Linked DNA regions of Mus musculus: region 1 is linked to region 2. Evidence: chromatin contacts called from public Hi-C data. All regions are on one chromosome and are shown on one strand. The core of a region is the stretch at or near the end of the contact, and the rest is flanking DNA. Distances in the headings are between cores, read along the strand shown.

Region 1 (4,248 bases), core at 1,327-3,826, 230 kb after region 2:
GTTCCAAGTACCAAGTGATGGGGAGCTCAGAAGAAGCCTCACCTATAAGCTAACAAGGTCATGACAAAGGAAGAGAGGAAGGGGCAGGATTAGCACCCTGAGAGACAGCCTGCCTCCGCTCCTAAAGTTTCACTTCCTAGGCCCCCAGGACCACTTCATGACTCTCTATTAAATAACCCTCCCCCACCAGCACAGCCTCCGTAGCATCCCTGTGTCACCCTAGGTATGTGAAAGCACGTGAAGAAAAGGAACTGCAGCTGATCACCCCCTCCCTTCCAGAATCTGCAGCTCCCAGCCCATTTCCTGGCACATTCTTGGTGTGCTACAAATGCTTGTGGCATTGAGTTTGCTGAGAGGATGCTGGTAACCCGACTCAATGAAATGCACTATTGTCTTAAAGGCAGGGAAGCATGAGAAAAGGACCTAACGCAGAGGTTGTGTCCTCATTAGTGGTCTCCTTAGGGACAGAGCTAGAGACTAGGATTAAAGCACACGGTGTTTGAAAGGGGTGGGGGGTGGTCAAAGAAAGAGGTCTTCAAAAGCAAGAAGGGAAAGGAAGGCAGGCAGCAAAGGGCATTTTTGCCAGAAAGCTCAAGCCCACGGGGTAAGCTCCCAGGAACATTTATAGGGCATGTGAGAGGCAGGAGAAAGAAGGGCAGGCACTAGCCGCCTTCCAACAATTGTTGGCTAAGGGCCAGTGAGGAAGGATGATGGCATGGTGAGTCTTTTGGATGCAGTGCCACTCACAGTAGACTCCATAGGGACAAGAAAGACTTTGGGCAGAATGAAGGGGCAGGCAGTTAGAAGTCAGACAGGGATGCAGTGAAGAAGTAAGGACTCACCCCACCCCTGATCTTGAAGCAGGTGTGAGGAAATGTGCCCTATTCACAAGCTCCTAAGTGCCTCAGGTGGAAAAGCACACCCTCAGAAACATGGGCTCCGAGGGTGGTAGTCAGGGTCCTAACTGGTCAGTACAGACTGTATGCTATGCACACTGCAGTGCCTGGGATTAGCAGAGTTTAGTGATAAAGGCAGAGAGGTGAGGTGCACTTTGCTTTGCTCTCTGCAGTGGAAATCTTCCTACCTCACTCGAAGCCTGTGCGTGGGAGTCGTATGCCTAAGGAGTTGGGAACATGCAGCCAACTTCTCTGTACCTGCTGTGGCCAAGGCCACAGCTACTCCCTCATGCCACCCTCAGGACACTGCCTCCCCAGGTCTTCCGTGCTGGTATTTCTTTTCTCTGGGCATGGGCTGACAAGCTTCGACCCCAGATGCAAAGCGCACAAGGAAACAGTTCAGAGGTGGTCCAGCACTGAGCTAGGTGATTAATTCAGCTGGGGAACAAGTCTGAGCCACTCTCAGGAAGCTGCTCCTCACATCTGACTCAGAACTGGCCAGGGAGACCAAAGGCAGCCTGAGTCTCTTCCATAGTGACCTTGGGGGGACTCCTCCTCTGTTCCGGACACTGTAAATCCTCCAGAAGACACCCCAAATCACCCAATTATCACTATATGCCTATTCAAAGGCTCTATTAACCAGAAAAACAGCAGGCATCCTTGTTCTTTGCTGAAAGAAAAAGACAAAAAGTGACAAAGACGATACTGGAAGGGTTTGGAGGAAGGAAAAGGAAGGGAGAAATGATGTAATTATATTATAACCTCAAAAAATATTTTTAAAGAGCACATGCTTGCAGGAAATGCAGAATCTTAAATAAAAATGGGTGCTTATTTCCCAATATTAAATTTCCACTTGAAATCAACACGGTGAGTTTCAAAACACAAAAGTACCAATGACCTCTCTCCAGGGAGGAGCAGGAAAAGGCAGGGAGACAGAGATAACAAATTTACCCTTCAAGGAAGCAGAGACATCCTCATTTATCTTTTACAGTGATCACTCCTAGCAAAGAGGACAACAAAGCCCATTCACACACTTCTGTTTTGAGACAGGGTCACTGTCACAAAAACCAAGAGGTAAGGCCCTCAGACCACTGCGAATATGAGTCTCCCTATCACTCAGTTTGGTAGTTTTGGTCACAAAAGAAAGCTGAGGTCAACACATCTTAGGTGGCACTTTAATTAGCTGCAGTCCGGAGCTTCATGGTGAGAGAAAGAAAAGCTTTAAGCCCCTCACAAATCAGAACATTTTTTTTTCCAGCTTTCCCAATGGGTAGCCAAGTGACTCAGCATCAGCCCAGTGTGGGCACTATTATTGATGAGAAATCTTCCGCCTGGGTGATATACTGCGTACAGCACATGTCCAAAAAACAGTGCCAAGTCATACCAGGAAGAGAAGGCAAATTATTCACCTCCACTTCAAATGCAGGCAAATCCTCTCTTAATGCAGCAGCTTCTCCATATCAGAAAGACAAAGCAGGGAGATAGAGATTTCCATCTAAGACTCAAGGAATTATTAGGCAGAGCCTCTTCTTTCTTGTTGACTATTAAAAAGGCAATCAAATTGAGGAAAGCAAAAGGGAAAAGGGGGTGGGGGGGGGCTCAAAAACCATCCCAGAGTGAAAAGCCACACAAAAGGCTGCAGTTTCTCTCTCCTTTGTTAGTACTGTGAGCTCCACCTAGAGGTCATTTTTAAAATCGCGAGTTAATTCAAGTTAGGAGAAGAAAATCTTTGTATTCTGGGGTTTAGGGCTAGCAGTGACTGGGAGAACTGCTGGAGATCCTTGGACAACACCCCATTTCTTATCTTGCATTACTGGGACTTCTCTGAACCTTAATATACAATACCTCCTAGGGGAGCCTAATGAGATCCAGAAGGACGACTGCCTTTGATGTTTGTGCCTGTCAGAGCTGCTACTGGAGTTCCTGGCAGATTGAACTCAGCTCAAAGAAAGCAGAGTGTTCAAAGAATACTTTTAGAAGGAAAAAGTGACAGTTCTAGTTGAAATGAAATAAAAGACTGGCGATCAACCCAGAGGGCCAACAGAAACATGTCTAATATTAGAAGGACTGAGAATAGTTTCCTTAAAGAAGGACTCATGGACCATTTGCTTAGAAGACCCAGCTACAAGACAATCTTTGCCTAACTGAATGTCAGCAAGCACTTGAAGTACTCTTAATTTCTATTTCTGAAAAGCTGACTACAAGCTTCCAAATATCCATAACTCACTCATTCATAGCTCTCTCTCTCTCTCTCTCTCTCTCTCTCTCTCTCTCTCTCTCTCTCTCCCTTCCTTCCTTCCTTCCTTCCATCTCTCTCCCTCTCTTCACACTAGTCATCCTATGAAATTGATAGTTTAGAACCTCAAGCTACAACAAAGAGCACCTAGTACACTGAGCATTCAACTGTTCAATGCAAGACACATCCTGCCCCACACATCAAAAGCTACCTTTTAAATTAACCAAGCCTTCAAGAAACAACAATGTGGTGTTGGTGCCAAGAGTTTCATCTACCATATGGAGAGTGTCTCACCACAACCCGTATGTTCCTACCTCCTCCAGCCTGTGGTGTACATGACCTAAAACAGCTTTGACAGATCTTGAATGGAGAAAAATAATTTAAAATTACTCATTGTCCTCTTCCAAGACCACCACCAATACTATTCAAGGTCTTTCTTCTTTGTAAATACTCATCTGCCTTTTCAATCCTGTTAACTAAAACATCTAAGATAAGGTATCTCAATCTCAAGAGTTACTACAAACAAGGTTCTACAAAAAACTTGTGCCAGAAGATAGGGGACTGCCCAGAAATTCTATTTCAACAAGGCTACAGTGAGAATCTCCTTGCTTCTTGACCCTAAGGCAAAATTACTGGTGTAAGGAATGACTCAAAGCAGTGTGTCTAATGATAATATTAAGAGATGGGTATGAATACAGATATACAAAGAATGCTATACAAAGAATTAACCAAATCAGGAGCTGGTTCTTTGAGAAAATTCAACAAGATAGATAAGCCCTTAGCCAGACTAACCAGAGGGCACAGAGAGAGTATCCAAATTAATAAAATCAGAAATGAAAAGGGAGAAATATCAATGAAATATATCTCAAAATAGTTATTCTGTCCGGAAATATTATTGATAATTTTTCTCACTGTGCTTGAAATTAGCAGGCGGATTTCTGAGTCCGAGGCTAGCCTGGTCTATAAAGTGAGTTCCAGGACAGCCAGGGCTATACAAAGAAACCCTGTCTCAAAAACCAAAAAAAAAGAATATGAATATGAATATAAAAGTTGAACAATTTTAATGTATTATTTGATTCTCAAAATATTAAATATTATTAATATGTTTGATGTATA
Region 2 (4,145 bases), core at 253-2,752:
AGGATGGACCATCTAGAGACTGCTGTACCCGGGGATCCATCCTATAATCAGCCTCCAAACGCTGACACCATTGCATACACTTGCAAGATTTTCTGAAAGGACCCTGATACAGCCATCTCTTGAGAGGCTATGCTGGGGCCTAACAAACACAGAAGTGTACGCTCACAATCAGCTATTGGATGGATCACATGGCCCCCATTGGAGGAGCTAGAGAAAGTACCCAAGGAGCTGAAGGGGTCTGCAACCATATAGGTGGAACAACTATGTGAACTAACCAGTACCCCCCAGAGCTTGTGTCTCTAGCTGCATATGTAGCAGAAGATGGCCTAGTTGGCCATCAGTGGAAAGAGAGGCCCTTTGGTCTTACAAACTTTGTATGCCCCAGTATAGGGGAATGCCAGGGCCAAGACGTGGGAGTGGGTGGGTAGGGGAGTGGGGGGCAGGGTATGGGGGACTTTCCAGATAGCACTGGAAATGTAAATGAAAAAATACCAAATAAATAAATAAATAAATAAATAAGGCAAAAAAAGAAACTAGCTATATGACCATACAGCCCCTTAAAAAAATAATTTCAAGTCTAAGTAATTAGATAAGTAAGATTTGTCATCATTGCAAGGAAGTGTTTTTTTTTGTTTGTTTTGTTTTGTTTTGTTTTGTTTTGTTTTTGTTTTTTTTTTTTTTTTTTTTTGCTAAAATAGGCCTAGGGGAATCAGAAGGAACTATCACTGACTTTTCATACTGTGCTACGAATCAAGGATACATTGACAAGGAAAACATTCCCTCTGTCCACATTTGCTCTCTGGCCACTACACTGTGTCCATTAATTTTCTGCCCAGATGACAGCAAGCCTCCTGTTTGTCTTGCCACTCCTATTTTTCCAAATCAGTTACAGCAATCTCCTCAAAAAAGGAAACTAAAAACAAATGCTCAGAAAGGAAAACACAAATAAAGCTTCATTGATCTAGACAGACATGTGCCATCATCAACTCTGACAGCAGCCTTAGAAAAGACACAGCCCAAATGTTTTCCCCTCTACTCCTAAGACACTTAAGATACAGAGGGTAATGGAGGAGAAGGAGACTGGAGAGGAAAAGGAAAAAGGAAGGAGGGAATGTAGAAAGGGAGGTTTAAGAGGGGGGGGGTGGTGCGGAGGGAGAAAGAGTATATGAATAATAATGAATAAAACCATAATGCATATTGGGGAGTTTTTTCCAAGTGAAAAATGTAAGAAAAATTTCCATTGTGTTTAAACACTATTGATTTCCAGTATGTTTATAACACAGATGAAATAAACATAAAGAATTGCAGGTGAACAAAACTACATGTCATTTAGTCCAGAAGGATGCTGCATCCTATCAGTACATAGAGAGAATCAGTAATCACGTTTTCTTTCAGCCTGTGGTTAACAAATCAGATAGACACACGGGGCTCTCTAGGTATCATGGTGTGCTAAAAATAATCTCCTTGCCTCTTTATGTAACCAAAAGGCAATCTCATTCAGTTCCTAAATTTAGAGCCCTCAGCAAAGGCCAGTCTGCTGGGGAAGTGGCTGGTGGTGCCAGTTAGCAGAATGACTCATAGCTCTCAGCTAATAAAAATTAAATTTATCTCTCTCTGGAATAATGTATGAAGGGATACAAGTATAGGAAACATTTTTAAGAGCCCCAAATATGATAAAGCAAGCTTCACTTTTGTAATCAGGGCAAGGGAGGGTGAAAGGGGGCCACTTAGACTCAAATTATCTTGTAATAGAAACAAAAATTATATTATATTTATCTGGTAATCTTATGAGGTAGAAATCTGAGAGCATCAACAAAGCCACACCAGGCACACTGTTCCTATGTGTGCATAAAGAATTGAAGATGGGGTGACAATTTCTGAAGCCAAAACAAGATTTACTGGCTTTGAAGTTTTCCATTAAACAGACACCAGCTTTTCCTCCTCTGACTCATACTGCTTCCCATCTCCTACACCAGCTCTCACATCTAGTTTATGGGCAAAATTGCATGTGCAGAGACACATACTGCACAATTATCCCTCCCTCATAACTCACCAAGATGACTAAACAATAAAGCTGTCTTTCTTTGTAGTCTCTAATCAAACTATTATTTACTCTGATAATATTTCCATTCATACAGCATACACAGTAACAAACTTAGGGTAATCTTATGGTAAGCAGAATTGTTTTTCAGTAATATCTTGCAATAAGAATTGCTGACAATAGTGGTTGAAATGTTATACTTTCCAGAAGTGTCCTTTGAATTCTGAGAGGTTTGTGATCAAGATGAAAATTGTTTAATTGTGGAAGGGAGCTAGGAAGAAAGCTGGAATTGACTGAAAATATTCTGCTGTCTGCCTCAGCAGAATTCACTTAAGTATTTTGAGCCCTTACCTGTAAAATGACACTGGTAATAATAAATATCAGAGCAAAGTACTGCATATTTCAAGTGTAATAGCATACCCATAGTACTTTGGAAATTATATCCTACAAAATTGCTTGATATTTTTAATCCCTAACAAATAGGCGGGATATAATATTTATCAGTGTAACCTCTTTTCAAGAGATCAAATATATTTAGGAAATCTTTATAATGAGATTTATAAAGTGTCGGAATACTTATTCCTACACTTAAAAGTAATCTAAAACACTTTGGTCTTCGTTCTTCTTGAGTTTCATGTGTTTAGCAAATTGTATCTTATATCTTGGGTATCCTAAGTTTCTGGGCTAATATCCACTTATGAGTACATATTGTGTGAGATCCTTTGTGATTGGGTTACCTCACTCAGGATGATGCCCTCCAGGTCCATCCATTTCCCTAGGAATTTCATAAATTCATTCTTTTTAATAGCTGAGTAGTACTCCATTGCGTAAATATACCACATTTTCTGTATCCATTCCTCTGTTTAGGGGCATCTGGGTTCTTTCCAGGTTCTGGCTATTATAAATAAGGCTGCTATGAACATAGTGGAGCATGTGTCCTTCTTACTGGTTGGAACATCTTCTGGATATATGCCAGGAGAGGTATTGCGGGATCCTCCAGTAGTACTATGTCCAATTTTCTGAGGAACCGCCAGAATGATTTCCAGAGTGATTGTACAAGCTTGCATTTTGCCCCTTCTTAGAATTGGGAACAAAACACCCATGGAAGGAGTTACAGAGACAAAATTTGGAGCTGTGACGAAAGGATGGACCATCTAGTGATTGCCATATCCAGGGATCCATCCCATGATCAGCTTCCAAACTCTGACACCTTTGCATACACTAGCAAGATTTTGCTGAAAGGACCCAGATATAGCTGTCTCTTGTGAGGCTATGCCGGGGCCTAGCAAACACAGAAGTGGATGCTCACAGTCAGCTATTGGATGGATCACAGGGCCCCCAAAGGAGGAGCTAGAGAAAGTATCCAAGGAGCTAAAGGGAACTGCAACCCTATAGGTGGAACAACAATATGAACTAACCAGTACCCCAGAGCTCTTGTCTCTAGCTGCATATGTATCAAAAGATGGCCTAGTCGGCCATCACTGCAAAGAGAGGCCCATTGGACTTGCAAACTTTATATGCCCCAGTACAGGGGAACGCCAGGGCCAAAAAGGGGGAGTGGGTGGGTAGGGGAGTGGGGGGGGGACTTTTGGGATAGCATTGGAAATGTAAATGAGGAAGATACCTAATAAAAAATTTTTTAAAAAGAAAAAAATGTAATCTAAAAGAGCTATTTGAATTTTTTGAAAATGTTTCAATATTTTCAGGCATTTTATTAGATATTTTCTTCATTTACCTTTCAAATGCTATCCCCAAAGCACCCTATACCCTCCCCCCACCCCGCCATGCTCCCCAACCCACCCTATTCTGCTTCCCAGCCCTGGAGTTCCCCTGTACTGGGGCATTTGATGTTCACAAGACCAAGGGCTTCTCCTCCCATTGATGGCCGACTAGGCCATCCTCTGCTACATATGCAACTAGAGACACAGCTCTGGGAGGTTTTTAACATGTGGACAAACCACTAGAATCATTGAGAAATTTAAGATTAAGTAAGTACATTGTCTGTTTTTTTAAATCACTTCTTACAAACCACTAATAAAATTGATAAGAACCCCAGATAAATATGTTTGATATTCACATATTTTTATTTTCTAAGAAAATCTAG

What was found. A called contact is a pair of places that touch in the nucleus more often than the background predicts.
Region 1: a Hi-C map of cerebellar granule neurons shows a contact between it and region 2, with 3 times the contacts expected there. The contact joins two enhancer-like sites. A contact is called at or near these places in 4 of 39 promoter capture datasets (the 3T3-L1 cell line, 3T3-L1-derived adipocytes, embryonic stem cells and 1 more) and 6 of 484 Hi-C or Micro-C datasets (the C2C12 cell line, the HPC-7 cell line, cerebellar granule neurons and 3 more).

What each region holds. Positions count from the first base shown.
Region 1 is chrX:157,304,970-157,309,217 of GRCm38.p6, forward strand. The region is part of intron 12 of Phex (phosphate regulating endopeptidase homolog, X-linked); the gene reads right to left. Among named protein-coding and RNA genes, the nearest start is that of Gm25795, 7.5 kb to the left of the region's middle. Within about 2 kb of position 2,577, at least 25 of the 459 cell types and tissues checked have an H3K27ac peak or open chromatin away from gene starts, as enhancers often do. A contact at or near this core is called in cerebellar granule neurons, where this site is marked.
Region 2 is chrX:157,078,294-157,082,438 of GRCm38.p6, forward strand. No RefSeq gene overlaps it. Among named protein-coding and RNA genes, the nearest start is that of Gm52451, 180 kb to the right of the region's middle. Within about 2 kb of position 1,503, at least 16 of the 459 cell types and tissues checked have an H3K27ac peak or open chromatin away from gene starts, as enhancers often do. A contact at or near this core is called in cerebellar granule neurons, where this site is marked.